Regions from separate parts of the Mus musculus genome. Here region 1 is linked to region 2. The links are chromatin contacts, called in public HiChIP or PLAC-seq maps. All regions are on one chromosome and are shown on one strand. Each heading gives the region's core, a stretch centred on a gene start, on an enhancer-like site or on the middle of the called end of the contact. The rest is flanking DNA. Distances are from core to core; before and after follow the strand shown.

Region 1 (2,700 bases), core at 112-2,611, 120 kb after region 2:
AGAAAAGAAAAGGAATAAGAGAAAACAAAACAGCTAGGTTGCCATGAGAACTACGGCTCAATAATTTTTCTCCAGCGAAGAGTTCCACGACCGGTTCTAGGAGGCCTCCCCCTTTTGAGGTCAATCGCCTCAGCCCGTGGAACTTGTCACACAGATCCTACTGGAGGTGGTGTAGCAGCCAGGGTGGAGGCTGTGGGCATACACACTTTGGATTTCTGGAGATGAACCAATGTCGCTAATGTGCTTGATTTCTCCTGTCCAAGAGGGAGTTGTTGTAAATGGGGCAAGAGTTTATGGGCACAGTTTGGCCCTGTGCAGGAGCTGAGGGTCTAATGGAATGATGGGGAAGATAAGATTAATGAAGAAGAGGAAGAGACCCCAAGAGAGATCTGTCTACCACTAATGGTCCAGGGCAACAGAGCAGACCAAGATGGCGGCAATTAGCTCAACCAGGCAGGTACTTCAAGAAGTAGATTAAAACGCCATTTTTCCTTTACTTCCATTTCTGTGGGCCTGTGTGCAGAGTGGGTGTATGTGAACATTTGCATGTATGTGGTGAGATGTGTATGCGTGACGAGGCGTGAGGTTCACGTCTGGAACCTTCCTTGACCGCTCTCCGCCGTATGCGTACAGGTAAGGCCTGACTGTCAACCCTGGAGCCTGAGGATGTGGGTAGCTTCTCAGGAGCCAGCTCGCTCTGGGATTTAGAGGCTGCAATTACAGCAGGCCCTGCCCAGCCAGCGCTTATGTGAGTTCTGGGCATCAGAACTTGACACTGGCACACATGTCTTATACACTGAATCCTATCCTCAGGCCATTCCCAGGGGATCCCCCACTTTTTAGGACAAGGGCTTACTATATAACCATGGCTGGTCTGAAACTCTAATTGTAGATCAGGCTGGCTTCAACATCAGAGCTATTGCTTGCTTCTGCCTCCTAAGCTCTACGTTGAAGGTATGCCCCTCCATGTCTAGCCTCAGAATACACTAAAACTGTTTCTATTTTACTTTATGTATGTGGATGCTTTGCCTGTATATGTGTTTTGCAAATCATGTGTACAGTGCCCAAGGAGTCCAGAACACGGCACTGGATCCTTTGTGACTGGAGTTAGCGTTTCAGGCAGCCATGTGGGAGGTGGGAACTGAACCCAGGTCCTCTGCAAGAACGGAAAATGCTCTGAACGGCTAAGCCGGCTCTCCAGCCTCCAGGAGACCGGTTTAGGAGAGCGATTGGCTTGGGGAGAGAGGCTGCCAGGAGGACGAGAGAGGTGGGGCTTCTCAACTTGTTGACCTCTGTCCACAGATTCAGAAGATCATTAAGGAGCCGGTCCCGGACAGCGGGCTGCTGAGCCTCTTCCAAGGCCAGAGCCCCCTCACCTCTTGCTGAACTCCAGGCCATGACTGAGACAACAGACTTACTCTGTCGTCGGTGGGAGCATCTGCCCTACGGGAGAGGAGGGGTGAACTGCTGGTCCTGGAAATGCAAATGAGACTCCTGAGTGCTAGAAGGGGTGGGGATGGGGGTAGGGAGTGGGGGGGGTGGGGGGGTGGAGGGGGTGGGGGGGTGGAGGGGGGGCGGGGGTTGACTGAAGAGAGGTGGAGAGGGGACTCTGCTTAGGTCTACCTCATAAGCAAAGGGCAAAAAAAGTGTCACAGACTGGGACCCATATTCTGAGTAAACATTGATGTGACTGTGAACTGAAACACTATTGCGTTTGTGGGGTGTCCCAGGGGCTACTGGGGGTGTGCAGGTGAGAGAAGGAGATGGGTCTTTGGAGGTTGAGGAGAGGGGGTGCCTCTTCCCACCTCCAGGCTGGGCCAACAGAGGCCACATCTGCAGGATAGGCAGTGTGTGCGTCTTGAGTTTCTGGCTGTCCCCATGTCTTAGGGTTTCGGCTGCTGAGACAAAGCACGATGATCAAAAAGCAGGTTGGGGAGGAAAGGGTTTTCTTGGCATACACTTAGCAGATCATAGCTGGAACCAGACGGCAGGAGCTGATGTAGAGGCCACAGAAGTGTGCTATTGTAGGCCTTGCTTCCCATGGTTTGCTCAGCCTGCTTTCTTATAGAGTCCAGAACCGCCTGGCAACCCCCACAATGGGCTATGACCCTCCACATTGATCACTAACTGAGAAATGCCTTACAGCTGGATCTCATGGAGGCGGTTCCTCACCTGAGGCTGTTTTCTCTCGGATGAGTCTAGCTTGTGTCCAGTTGACACACAAAACCAGCCATACACCCCATCTCAGATAGTACAACCCCGCTGGCCCCTCTCCACGAGGCAGGCCCTCACATCCACGTTGTGCAGGTTTGCACCGAGGTGCCAGAGAAGGGCCTGGAAAATCAGACAGTGTGGCAGGGACAGGTTTCCCTCATGAAGCCCTTGCACGGGCAGTCCATAAAGCTATGGAGAGGAAGCCTAGGGTGGAGTGGAGTCAGCTGGGTGTCGGAGATGCCATTGAAGAGACAGATGCACTGTTCTTCTCAGGAGAAAGTCTTGCAAGTGAGTTTGCCTTTCTATACCGGTCACCACTCTCATAAGGGTTCCTGGAACACAAGCACTGTGGAACTGGGACAGCCCTTCTGTTAACTGAGATGGTGCCTAAGTGATTACCTGGTGTGTAGCATATACCGTGTGGATACGCTAGACACAGGATTTGTTTTCTTTCCTTTTTTTTTCTTAAGATTTATTTATTATTTA
Region 2 (2,700 bases), core at 177-2,676:
GAGGGCAGGCTGGGCCTCGGGACCCTGGATCTGCAGAATAAGGGCTAGACTCTGGACTCCAGGTTCTAGGGAGAAGAGCTGAGGTTTGGGCTCCTGGGTCTGAGGGAGGAGGGCTGGAGTCTGAACGCCTGGATCTGAGGGAGGAGGACCTGGAGGTCTTGAGTCTCAGGGTGGGGCGCCCCGGGGCAGGTCGCAAAGCCCGAGCCCGGGCGGGCTTCCCTCTCCCTCCCTGGCTCTGGCTGCCCCGCCCGTCGGAGCAGACGCGGCCCGGGGCGGGTAGACGGGCCGGGCGTCTCCCGTCCGCCCCCGGACGCCGGAATCTGGGCCCCGGGGCGGGGCATGACGGGGGGGGGGGAGGTACAGGCCAGAACCTGCCCCCCTCCCCTGCCCCGGGAGCCCTAGCCGGCCTGGGAACAGTGGTAGGAGTCAGAGACTGGAGCTGACACCCGAACACACGGATTCCTCTCCAGGAAGGTGCCTGGACCCATTCCCATATGCCCTCAAAGGTGGCTGCAGAGGGCTGGGCCGTTGGGTCGGGGAGGACCTGGGCGCACCTGGTCTGAGAGGCGCTCAGGGACGCACGCAGCTGAAGACCCGTCGGGCCGCGTTCGGGGCTCAGGGGCTAGGGACAGCTCCTTTGCCGGCTGCCCATCCCCCAGCTGCCCCGCCCACCTCTGAGACAGCCAGCCAATCAGAGCCCCCCGGGCCACCAAGCTCAAGTATCACACCCCCAGCCCGCCCCCTGGTCCCCTCTAGCTATGCCTAGTCCTTCGCAAGCCCCTCCTGGGCCGTCTGTCGGTGCACCCGTCCCCTAGCCGGTGCGCATCTGTCTGGCTCTTTAAGCTCTCTGTCCGCACCTCTCTTTCGTCTGCCTCCCCTGCCTGTTTCTCGTCCTCTGGGGCTTGCTGTCATCTGGGATTCTCTGCCTCAGTTTCCCACCCTGAGACGCGCTGTTGGAGTTCGTGGTTGTCTCTGTTCCTAGATTCCCACTGACTCCCTGGGATACCCGATCCCTTAAGGATCACCTCCCTCCCAGCATCTGTCCCTCTGTCCTTGTCTGGCTGTCCCTTGCCTTGTTCTGTCTCTTTCTCTGTCCATCTCTTCTCTTAAACTCCCACTTTTCTCACTATTCTTTCTCAATCTGACTCCCCGTGACTCCTCTTTTCTATCCCTCTGTCCCTACTCTGCTTCGCATCCTCCCCACTCCCTCAATCCTTCCCCCCCCCCAACCCTGTCCCCTCACCCATGAACTGGAACCAACTTACAGTTCATGTCCCCACAGGCCAGGGGTTCCCCAGGGCAGGGGGCAGGGAGCCGGGGGGGGGGGCTTTAACCCTTCCCTGTCCGCTGCCGGGGGACCCAGGGGGTCAGCTGGGCCTCGGCCTGGGGAGGGGAGGTTTGTGAGTGTGAGCAGCAAGGGCCAGGCAGTGAGGGAGTGTGTACGCCTGGGGGGTTATATAGGGGGCCGGGGCGGGCGGGCGGGGGGCAGGCAGCAGGGGAGGGCGGCCTGACACATCCTGACTCACCCTCCCTCCTGCCTTTTCCATTCAGACGAGCCGGCTGCCTAGCAGGGCTCACACCGCCTTGCTTGGAGGAGGGCACGGAAGGAAAAGTTGGAAAAGTTGAAAAGTGAAGGGGGGGTGGTCTGAGAGGGGCCGGTGAGGTCATTGGCGTCCCCTCCCTCCACCTCCACGGGCTGGGACAGACACACAAGGCTCAAGAGCTCTATGGAGCCTGGCTGTGGGTGGTGGTCTGCATGGACCAGGACTAGTACTGAGAGATGGTGAGGCAGTAGAAGAGGCAAGTCCAGGGCCTGAGGAGGTGGAGGTGAGGGGGGAGAATCTGGACGACAGAGAGAACACTGGGGCAGAGATGGAGCCTCTAAACCCAGAATGGCTGACAAATGCACAGAGATGGGGACAGCAGGATATAGAGATACCTAGCCTCTGAGATGGAGAGACACTGGGAACTGAGGAGCTGAGGATGTGGCTCAATTGGCAGAGTGATGGTACATACACACCTGCACTCTCAGCACTGGGAAGGCGAAAGCAGGAGGTTCAGAAGTAAGTTCAAGGTCATCCTTAGCTACACAGTGAGACTGAAGCTAACCTGGGCTACTTGAAACCCCATTTTAAAAAAGAAGCAGCGATCCCCAAGCGGAAAGGGGCCACAGACATGGGAAGAGAAGACTCAGGCTGCAGAAGAATACCAAAGATGAGGTCACCTGGGAGACAGGTTAGATGAGGTAGCTGAGGACCAAAAGAAAAAGGAATAAAGGCTTTCTACAGAGGTGTCTCTGGCTGTGTTGCTGCCCTTCCCCCCAACTTGCCAGTTCTGTAAATGGGGCTGAGACTATCTTCTATGGCTAAGGAGATGACCCAGGGGGTAAGAGTGCTTGCTGCACAAACATGAGGAGCTGAGTTGAATCCACAGCACGTATATAAAAAGCTGAGCATGTGTAACTGCAGCCCTGTGGGTGGAGAGGTGGAGATGGCGGGGTCACTAGGGCTTGTCTTCCAGCCTAGCTCCAGGTTCAGTGAGAGACCCTTTCTCAAGAGCGTAAGGTTGAGAGTGCTAGAACTTCCCAGTGTCCCCCTCTGGCCTCTGTACACTTGCATGTAAGTACAGATAATCTACCCACATATACATACACTCCCAGACACACATACATCCCTTCCTACCCCTAAATGCCACAGTGAG

Evidence for each region. HiChIP or PLAC-seq counts read pairs in DNA pulled down with a chosen protein or histone mark.
Region 1: a contact with region 2 is called in an H3K27ac HiChIP or PLAC-seq map of embryonic stem cells, with 6 read pairs. The contact joins the enhancer-like site here to the promoter of Il11 in region 2. A contact is called at or near these places in 4 of 39 promoter capture datasets (cranial neural crest, embryonic stem cells, liver and 1 more), 6 of 115 datasets of contacts at active chromatin or transcription factors (the SCID.adh cell line, bone marrow-derived macrophages, embryonic stem cells and 1 more) and 3 of 9 other capture datasets (adipose tissue, liver and pancreatic islet).

The regions. Positions count from the first base shown.
Region 1 is chr7:4,894,015-4,896,714 of GRCm38.p6, forward strand. Isoc2a (isochorismatase domain containing 2a) reads left to right here. Exons shown (of 6, transcript NM_001101598.1): 6 at 1,303-1,703. The coding sequence ends at 1,386. Among named protein-coding and RNA genes, the nearest start is that of Gm36210, 12 kb to the right of the region's middle. Within about 2 kb of position 1,362, at least 5 of the 459 cell types and tissues checked have an H3K27ac peak or open chromatin away from gene starts, as enhancers often do. A contact at or near this core is called in embryonic stem cells, where this site is marked.
Region 2 is chr7:4,776,715-4,779,414 of GRCm38.p6, forward strand. Il11 (interleukin 11) reads right to left here and starts at 1,427. Exons shown (of 5, transcript NM_008350.4): 1 at 1,266-1,427. The coding sequence starts at 1,272.